Linked DNA regions of Anas platyrhynchos: region 1 is linked to region 2. A link is a contact called in public Hi-C data. All regions are on one chromosome and are shown on one strand. Each heading gives the region's core, a stretch centred on a gene start, on an enhancer-like site or on the middle of the called end of the contact. The rest is flanking DNA. Distances are from core to core; before and after follow the strand shown. Region 1 holds the start of GCFC2 (GC-rich sequence DNA-binding factor 2). Region 2 overlaps ITSN2 (intersectin 2).

Region 1 (4,788 bases), core at 1,616-4,115, 60 kb after region 2:
GCTAGAAAGATGTCATTGGGTTCATATTGTTAGGTTATGTGATACAAGTGGTGTGAAGGGGTACAATGGCAGCCAAGGACCCCAGTTATAAGCTCCTGTGTGCAGCTGTGAGCAAGATGGTCCACACCAGCAACTGGACAGGGGCTGTTGTTTCAGGGGCTCCAACGTTCAGGTGCCAGCAAATGGGGAGACTGGAAACCAGGCCCCAGAACCACTCTTAAGAAGTTATGGTATGCCTCTTACCAGAATTTTGCAAAATCCTCAAGAGTTAAAAGTTGCTTTTAAAGGATGAATGATATAAGAATCAATTTTGAAGTATTTTTTCTTTGATCTTTCAGTATGTTTTGTGAGTTGCTGTGGAATGTTTTTCTCATTCAGAGATTTCAGGAAAGATGCAGGCATTCTACAGAGAAAATAAAATACCGTGATAAAGATAGGCAAAACAGTGTAAAAGAGCAAAGTAAATGTATAATCAATAACATAATTAATACAATCACACGTTTACTGACAGAGTAAACAGATCACTGGTTTTAAGCCAGTTTATGGATGTCTACACTAAAGCTCTGTGTTAATGAAACGTAGACATTGCTCATGACTGTGGTTCTTGCTTGTCCCTTGTAACACTGACAGTCTGAGGTGATACTGCCCTCCTCTGTTTTGTTTGCCTCATATTCTGGTGGACTTTTCCTGACACGAACAGAAGCAAGCACGAAGTATTCCCTCAGCTGCTGCAAACACCCTTGTGCATGCAGTAACTCCAGCCACAGGAGGTAAAGAAGTTGTTGCATTCAGAAGGTTGGATCTAGTTTTCCAGTCTTGAGGCAAAATTGAGTTGGCCTTTGATTTTGGGTTCTTCTGCACTCAAAACTTGTTTTTAATGAGCGGTGAGTCCTACAGAGCAAGTCACTTTGTAACTTTGATGTTAAAGTTTAACAGAGGTCAGGACAGAGCTGAAGTCTATGGAGTGTGAAAAGAGGCCATACTATCAGTCCCTAATGCTTAACTGGAAATTTTATGCAAGACTCGTCTTGCTTTCATGCTATTTCTTGCTTTGGTAAGAGAAACCTATAGAAGTTTGCTAATCTGCTTCACTGATCTCCACAGAGCCCTTCTCAAAACCCGTTTCCCTGGCAAATGAACTTTTAGTGCCCAACAAAATAAATCCATTGGCATTTGCACTGAAGTCCTTCCAAAGAGATACTATACTGCTTTGCTGCAGTTGAATTTGCTTTTCCTCTTCTGCACTGGGATCATCTTGGTTAGATGCGACTACTTAGACTAATATCTTGTCATTTAGTGAGCATATTAACTTGAGTGACAACTGCAAACACAGCAGTTTCTCCCTGCTAGTAAAACCAACTGTGCCACAGATCTGTTCCATGTTTCTGCCATGCTGAAGGCCTGGGCTATTGTGTCTTCTAAGCAGGCAGTCCAGTCCTGCCTAAACAGCACTCACTAGATGAATTTTATTATTCTATTACTTACTTCACTATTAAAGAATTTAAAATCAGATAGAGAATCTCTCAAGACTGAATATAGAGTCAGAGAAAAGGAAAGAAGCTTTCAAAAAAAAAAAAAAAAAAAAAAAAAAGTCAGAGGAAACACAGACCCCTAGGAAAACTCTCCAAGATCTGTTTAGCATCATGAGGCATCAGTGCTGGAATGGTCAATAATAAGCAAGTAACTTAATTGACATTATTCCGGGTTGACCTATGCCAGCAAACTCGGCATTGTCCAGACTACGGTGGATAAATTCGGTGTATCTGTGCATCCTCAGACTATCCTTGACTTTACCCCTCAGTCGCAGAAAACACACAGGGGAAGCATATATAAATTGCAAAGCTATAATGCAGCTTTGCATCAGAGCTCACAGTAAGTCATTTTTAGGCACAAATCCATAAAAAGGTTTAGTTCTGTTGCTTGCAAAACTACTTTTTTTTTTTTTTTTTTTTTTTTTTTTTTTTTTCACAAGACCCACCAACCTTTTTCAGTGCAGAGGATGAATGATATTTGCAAGATGAATCGTGTTTATTGAATTGGCAAAGTTTTTAGAATCCTTATTATTCATTGTACAGCCTTAGGTTTTATTTAACATGCACCATTCAGAACCTGCACTAAATAGAAATATATTTTAATTTTCTCTTAGGTTTTTATATTGTTCTTATTGTACTTTGTTGTGCTTCACAAACACAGCTTCTCTTCTCCACAGGATTCCTGAGGCAAAATAATATTGGTATCTTCATCCTACAGACGAAGGGGAGAGACGTGGAGCAATTTAAGCAAGAAGTTTCAAATGCCCACTATTTTTTTCCCACAAATATCCACTATTTTTGGATACTTCTCTTGGGATATAAAGGCCTTACTTGAAGGACTCGCCCTGTTTCTGGTGTAACCAGAGGGGCTGGATCTGAAGCTTTCTTTCCACAGATCACACTCACCACAGAGATGAGGGATGGTACGTGACACTGTACAGCCCCTCACCACACAAAACAAATTTAGTCCCTTGTTTTGCCGCCGTCCTTCTGTTCCAACCCCCTCACAACAGAGCTGCCACTTCCCTGCCTCCTTCAGCGTGCTAAATCCAGAGAAACAAATTAAAAAACGTGACTGTTTTGTGCTTTTTTTTTTTTTTGACGACTACATAGCACCAAGCTGAGGGGCGGGGGAAGGCACCCCGCAAGGCCACCCCCACCACGAACACACACGCGCAGCCCTTCAGATAAATTTTATTTTCACGCGTTTGAGCGATTAACCACCCACAAAACCCCCTCGACTGGAAGCTGAGGAACACTTTTCACACTCCCCTCAGCCTGTACCAGGCCCTTCCCCTTCCCCGGGGCGCTGAGGCGGAGCTCGCCGCTCAGGGGGCCGAGCCTGCGGCCGCCGCGCACCCTCAGCACGCAGCCGGTGCCGGGCCCGCCCCGCGCCATGTTCCGCCGGGCTCCGCGCACCTTCAGCGCCCGGCGCCGCCCGGCCTCCAGCGGCAGCAGCAGCGAGGAGGAACCGGGGGCTGAGCCTGCTCCTGCCCCTGCTCCGCCGCAGGACCCCGGCACCGCCGCTGCGGAGGGGCCGGTGCGGAGCCGGGCGGGGGTGCTGAGCTTCGGGAGCGAGGAGGAGCGGGAAGGTGAGGGGCGAAGAGCGGGAGGGTTCTCGGCTTCGTGGTGGGGGGGGTTGTCCCGATGGAGTCTGCATCAACTGCTTGGGCGCTGGAAGGGGGGAAAATGGGGTGAAAAGGGCTCGGGGGTGAGATGAGGGCAGGGAGATCGCCCATGGGCTGCCCACAGGCAGCAGCTCTTCAAGAACTGCTCCCACACGGCTCCGTGCCACGGCGTCCATCCCCCAGGAGCAAACTGCTCCAGCACGGGTCCCCCACAGCACCCCCAGACCCCTGCTCCTGCGTGGGCTCCTCTCCACGGGCTGCAGCTCCGGCCCGGGGCCTGCTCCTGCGGGGGCTCTCCATGGGCCGCAGCCTCCTCCAGTACTCGGAAACAGGAGAAGCAGCTGAGGGAACTGGGGTTGCGTAGTCTGGAGAAGAGGAGGCTCAGGGGAGACCTCACTGCTCTCTACAACTACCTGAGAGGAGGCTGCAGTGAAGAGGGTGTTGGTTTCTTTTCTCAGGTGACAAGTGATAGGGCAGGAGGAAATGGCCTTGGGGAGGTGCTAGGAGAGGTGTTGGTGTATCAAGGAGGCTAAGCTCCAAAGATGTGAATTCAGAAGTAATGGATCCTGAGTGATAAAGTGATAGAATTAGACTTAATGCAGTCAGAGCTTCAAAATGTATGCTGAGTGCACATGTAAGGATTATTTGCTTTATATATATTTATACAAACACACACACATATATATATGTATATATATGCTTTGTTGATATGTCTGAGTCATTCTGTTTTATCTCTACAGGTGATGAAGACCTTTTCAAAATCAAAAAGCCCTCCTTCAATGAAGTAACCTTTAGAGTTCAAAAGAAGAAAAGCCTGCTGCCTGCACAGAGAGAAGCGGAAGAAAGCAAAAGTAAGTACTTCTATTGTTAAAAGATTTTCTATGTTAGTTTTATGAAATCAGTAAATTAAGAGTATTGTGTCAAGACTGTTAGATGTCTTCTGTTTGTTATTTGAATCTGGGATGATACTTGCAACGTTACTTTACAAGCTTATAATTTTAATGTTTCTACGATTTTTTTTTTCCCCGTACTGACCTTGCTAAAAGAGGGTTACAACTTGGGGGCTCTTCTTGAGAAGAGCTGAGTATGCAAAATCTCTGTAAAATATCAACATTTAAAATGTGACAAATGTATCTTTCAAACTGTAGTAACTATTCAATGCTGGTTACTGTCAGTTTACACTTTCTCTTAGTGCAAATATTGAGATCAAATGTGAGCTTAGTAAGATTTTGTTTGGTGGAGCTTAAGGAAAACCTTACACTTTGTGTTATTAAACCATTTGCTATTAAAATGTGGATATCTTAATCGGATACCATCAATAGGCTTGATTGTTCTGTTAATATTCGAAGTGTTACTGAATAACAGTAAAGTTTCTTAGTGGGATTTGGGGTTTGTCTCTTTTACAAGTGCGTAAGATGTTCTCTTCCTTTCTATTTACCTTTTTGACACTTGTGGCAATTCACAGATATGTTGCTAATGCTGCTGCTAGATAAAAATAAACTAGGTTGAGATAAAGTTTCCTTTGTGGTTCAAATAAATCTTCAGTAACTTCTTATAGAAGTATATATAACTAGTATATTATAGAAGTATAGTATATTATAGAAGTATATATAACTCCTATAACTAGT
Region 2 (5,012 bases), core at 1,052-3,551:
TCAGCTTGGAAGACTGTCTATTTACTCAATACTGAGCCCAACATTACTTGGCTTGCTAGAATGAAATAATAAAGGCCTAAAATGGCATGGTGTAAATTATGAACATTATGTAGAATCTGCACTTTAAAGCACTGCAGCGATTTTGCACTCTAAAACACCTCTTTTTGTAAACTTTAGAACAAAACAATAATAAGGCACACTTACTCCTCTTTCTTGATTTCGCTTCCAGGTAAGAGCTTGACATAAGATTTTGGAAACCAACCCCTTCCTCCATGTACCTCTCCAAACCACCAGTTCTCCTGCTGCTCCAGGACAGTGATGATATCATTTTTTGAAAAATTCAAGTGGTTATCTTTTTTTGCAGTCCAAGAGCAAAGTGCTTGTGCTTTTAAGTTCTCGACAGGTTGCCCCTGTTAAGACAGAAGTGGAGATGCTGGCTGACCATACTACCCCTAACTGGTACAAGTGCTAAAAATAAACATATGTTGATGTCTAAGCAAGTTCATTCCTAAGTGTTGGCTGAACCTTTTTTACTTTTTGCCTGGACAATGTTTTACATTCCTGTATGTAAGTGATAGACTCAGGAACACTCTCTCAATTCTTTTTCTTACTCGTTACAAATATCTTGTGTATCTAATTACAGGTGAAAACAATCACAGAATTATGAAACACATTGCATGAGCACTCTTGGTCACCAGTCCACTGAAATGTATGGAATTATATCTATAGACAGTAGTGGAGACTTCAGACTAGTTTGTTTATCCCCAGCCTGCCCAGTGCACACAGTATTAGAAAAATTAGAAAAGTGTGTTTGTGTTTTTGTCTTGTTTTGTTTTTTCTTAAAAGTGCCATTAATGTGAACAGCAAGTTCTCCACTCTCACACAATATACCTGTCCGTGAATGGGTGAAACGGATCCAGGGGACACAGTGCGAGTGAAAGCTGATTTCTGTTGCCATGCTGTATTAACGTTCAGGCTAGAAAAATGTAAGTTTTGGTAATCAGATTCTTCCGCAGATTTACTTGGTGAAAGTGGTCTGCAAATTGAATACAGACATATTTAACACATGACAGTTTTTATTTTAAAAGTATCTTAGTAGAATCAGTGTGTTGCTTTTTTTTTTCTTTAATAAATATAAAATAGATCATCCTATGCAATGCAAAGCAGACAATCAAATATTTAAAATGCACAAGCTAACACTTTCAGGTAGACTTGTCAGGAAGTTTTCTGCATTTATATTTATATTTTCTGTATCATCGAATGATACCACACAGCACACTACGTTTTAACTTTGAAAAAGCAATTTTAACACCAATGTAACAAACACTCACTCTGAAGCAGCTGAGGTAGTAGATAAAGATACTGTAGGAGGAAGTAAGGCCTTCTTAGGAGATAAAGGTTTTTCTCCTTCTGGTATTTTTTCTACATAATTGCATGGAAACCAACCAATACGTCCTTGAAAACTCCCGTAAAGCCAACCAGGTTCTCCAACATTTTTTTCATCAACCTATGAACAGGCAGATAAATACAAAGAAAACACAATTAGCTGTCTGAAACAAGAGGGTATCTCATGAGTCAGCACCTGTTGGCACTCTGAATAGCACATGCAGCACTCTCACAGGATCAGCATTTTCACCCTCTTTTTCAGAACTGAGCTGATTTTGCCCTGTTCCAAAAAGAAGGTGATGCAATTTCACTGTGTCTCCAGCAGCTCCTTCCAAGGTAACACACCAAATCTGCCAGCCAGATCCAGAGACATGTGGAGACAGGCCTCAAAGATGTCATATTCCTTCAAACAGGCCCCAGACAACATGACACTGGGGACCACGTATGATACCTGGAACAATTTCAGCTTGCCAAAATCTATGATGCATTGTGTCACATCTCATTGAACACAAGACCAAGAAGCAGTGGCTAGCTGGCTCAGCACCACAACAAACTGGTACAGCTCTGCTTAGAGAACAGTGGTGGTCTTAAGTGGGGAAGTGCAACCACATTTCTCATTGGTTTTCTGTAAAAGACTGCAGGAAGGATGTGCTGGATCTGCAATTAACTGCAGACAAAACACACCCAAAAATTCTGTTATTTACTGTAATGATTAAGAGTAGAGCATTTGTATTACACATTCCTATCAGCACTGAAACCTCCGCTATGCTGCATATAGTCAAAGCTATAGAAAGAAAAAGCAAGCTAAAATTAGCAGCTAATCGAATACTAACAGCTAGTTAGCTTAGTTGAGCTTGAGGTTAGAAGAGGAGGCGGCGGCTGCTGGCATATTTCTAAAACAGGATATCAGCAGTTAAATGAGACAGTTAATTTTATCTGAAAAGGAAGCCAAAACAACAACTTTTATTTCCTTGTCTGTACCTCACTGGCGTGAAAATGCAAATAAATTATTTAACTCTATCAAACTGAAGGTTAATACCTAAAGGTTTTGATATTCTGTAATTCACTGCTTTCTGAATTCTCCCCTATCACCTCTCTGTATCATTATAATCTGAGTGAAGGAGATCCATATGCATTTATCCATTAGATACACATATATTAACTGCATCACCACAGCTGTAAATTGGTTTTCACAAGTCTACCTGACCGCACAGGCTTTCAAAATTGTTTACGCTAACAAATAATGTAATTAAATGAAATAAAGCAGATTTCAACCGAGAAACCAGAAAACATTTCTGGTCTTATAATCCCTCTCAAACATTACAGGCATCATACTCCACAAATACAGAAAAATACTACACAGAATGGACGCAGAATACTCTGCTATGGGCATCTGCCTGAGAGAGCCTTTATGAAGGAAATACCAACAAGACACAGATTATGTTAACCATACATTAGAAAATGGTACATAGATTCAGAGGAACCTTTCACATCAACTTGTTAAGAAACTGGCCTGTTTCAAATGCCATTAATAATCTTGTCTTCTTATGTAGCCAGTCATGCCTCTATTTACTACTCTCATAATTCAAGCAGACACTTAGAGGCCAGCATCTAAATGTACAAAAAACTGCCGCAACTAGATCATTCCTGATCCAATTTTAGAAAGTTTATATTTAGAGTTCACTACTGTTATACCAGACAAAATCTCGACACTTCTAAAATACAAATAAAGATTTTATCTGAACTAATCCTAATTTCACCTGTTAAAAAGAAGTGATCAAGTTTAAATTGTAATTAAATCTAAAATTTATCAACCTAATGCTTCTGCCATCTAGGACTTTGTGTATCTTAGGATCAGAGGAAGGGGTTGTTTTCTCACAAGTCAAATATGAATGGCAAATCTTACCTGAATTATATCGCCGGTATTAAAGCTCATCTCATCATGATTCCTTGCTTCAAATGGATATAAAGCTCTGTAATTTACAAAGGCAACCGAATTCCTAGACTCTGAGGTACTAATTGCATTGCCTGAAAGGATAAGAAAACTGGTTACTGCAGCTGAAAGCACTTAGAGCTCTACCATTCTAAGCAACAAGTATGAATACAATAAGCAGAGAACAGTTCTTGCCTTGAAGACACTAAGCAAGTATCGGAGGAGATCACTAGGTAACATGCTGATGGGATGCACACAGCGCAGGGGTTTAACATGCTAATCACTAAATGTAAACGTAGGCCAGTACTTTAATATAGTCTCGTCTAACACAAATTTAATTTTCAAGTCAAAAAGATAACACTGCTCCAACAAGTGTTCAGCAGTGCTGTGAAGATTTTACTTGAAAACCTCACAAAGCAAAATACCGTAATTTCTGTTTTCTTTGCTTCTGCTTTCTCAAAGTCTGTGAGTGATGCTGTTAACAGTGAATGTTTTACAAGGTCTAGATAAGTTGTGCAAATATCTTTCAATGCTGTGCTAACTTGGTTCCTGTTTAATTCAGTGATAAAAAGAGCTAATGAAAACTTACAAGAACTAATGAATGATGGATTAAGCAAAACTGCTTTTAGTGAAAATGTTAAACCAGCATTTTTCAAAGTCCTACAATTAAAGTTTAGTGTTTTTTTTTTTTTTTTTTTTGTGTTAATAAGATGTATTGAATAAGGCAGAAGTAAAGTGAATTTCAATATTAATAAGTCACTGAGTCCAACCACTCATCACCTGACAAAACTCCATGTTAGCATTCTGCTTTAATCACAGAAAGTTCTGGCCTTATGAAAAAGCTAAAATATTACTGTTTCCAACATCCACAATTTGTTAGCCATGATCCCTGGAATATTTGTCTTCAGGGCCACAGGTGGTGATAACTGATAAAAGACAACCTAAATTAATAGGTTGATTCATATCTAACTAACATCATAGAACACTGTTGTTTTTTTGTTTTTTATTCATATTACAATATTTTAGACAATACGTCTGCCAGTGTTACGCTAACACTAATACATCTAAAGAATGAAATGATACTCAGGAAAATAGGAATCATTAAAGCAGTAACTAAACAGGCTACAATTACCTTCATTTTTCCAGGGTGGCTTAAGACTTTTACCCTCTGTTGGTTTCAACAGATCTGCAAACTTTTCGGGTATGTTTAATTTAGAAGTGCGTTTTTCTGTCTCTTGAGAGTTGGTCACTTCTTTCATCTTCTTTATTTCTTCGTTCTTCTTACGCCTCTCCTCAGCTTCTTTTGCAATTTGCTCTTGCTTTCTTTTATCTTCTTCCAGTTGCCTCTGTCTTTGTTCCGTTTCTCTCAAGATTGCAGCTTGCCTATTTTTGTCCTCCTCTTCATGAAGCTGTTTGTTTTCCCTGTCCCTCATCAGTGCAACTGCTTCTTCAGCTTTCAGCTTTTCTTGAACTTTTCCTTGCATTCTTTCTTCCTCTAACCGCTTCTTTTTCTCCTCCTCTTCCCTTCGGATATTTTCCTGCCATCGGTTCTCCTTCTCCCGTTTTGCTTTCCTTAAAAAGGGGAAAAGGAGAGTGAGAATGAATTTTTATTTTTCAAGTCATTGCAAGAATAATCATCTGCACTTCTAAGTAAAACCATGTCTATAATATTGATGACTTTTCTCTCTGGGCA

The links. A called contact is a pair of places that touch in the nucleus more often than the background predicts.
Region 1: a Hi-C map of subcutaneous adipose tissue shows a contact between it and region 2, with 1.5 times the contacts expected there. The contact joins the promoter of GCFC2 here to the enhancer-like site in region 2. A contact is called at or near these places in 3 of 8 Hi-C or Micro-C datasets (liver, skeletal muscle and subcutaneous adipose tissue).

The regions. Positions count from the first base shown.
Region 1 is chr3:113,598,271-113,603,058 of IASCAAS_PekinDuck_T2T, forward strand. It overlaps GCFC2 (GC-rich sequence DNA-binding factor 2), which reads left to right and starts at 2,866. Exons shown (of 18, transcript XM_027455322.3): 1 at 2,866-3,124; 2 at 3,901-4,011. The coding sequence starts at 2,929.
Region 2 is chr3:113,539,245-113,544,256 of IASCAAS_PekinDuck_T2T, forward strand. ITSN2 (intersectin 2) reads right to left here. Exons shown (of 40, transcript XM_072036508.1): 19 at 4,452-4,891; 20 at 3,293-3,414; 21 at 1,332-1,507; 22 at 892-1,036; 23 at 205-410. Among named protein-coding and RNA genes, the nearest start is that of FAM228B, 38 kb to the left of the region's middle. Within about 2 kb of position 2,302, at least 1 of the 8 cell types and tissues checked has an H3K27ac peak or open chromatin away from gene starts, as enhancers often do.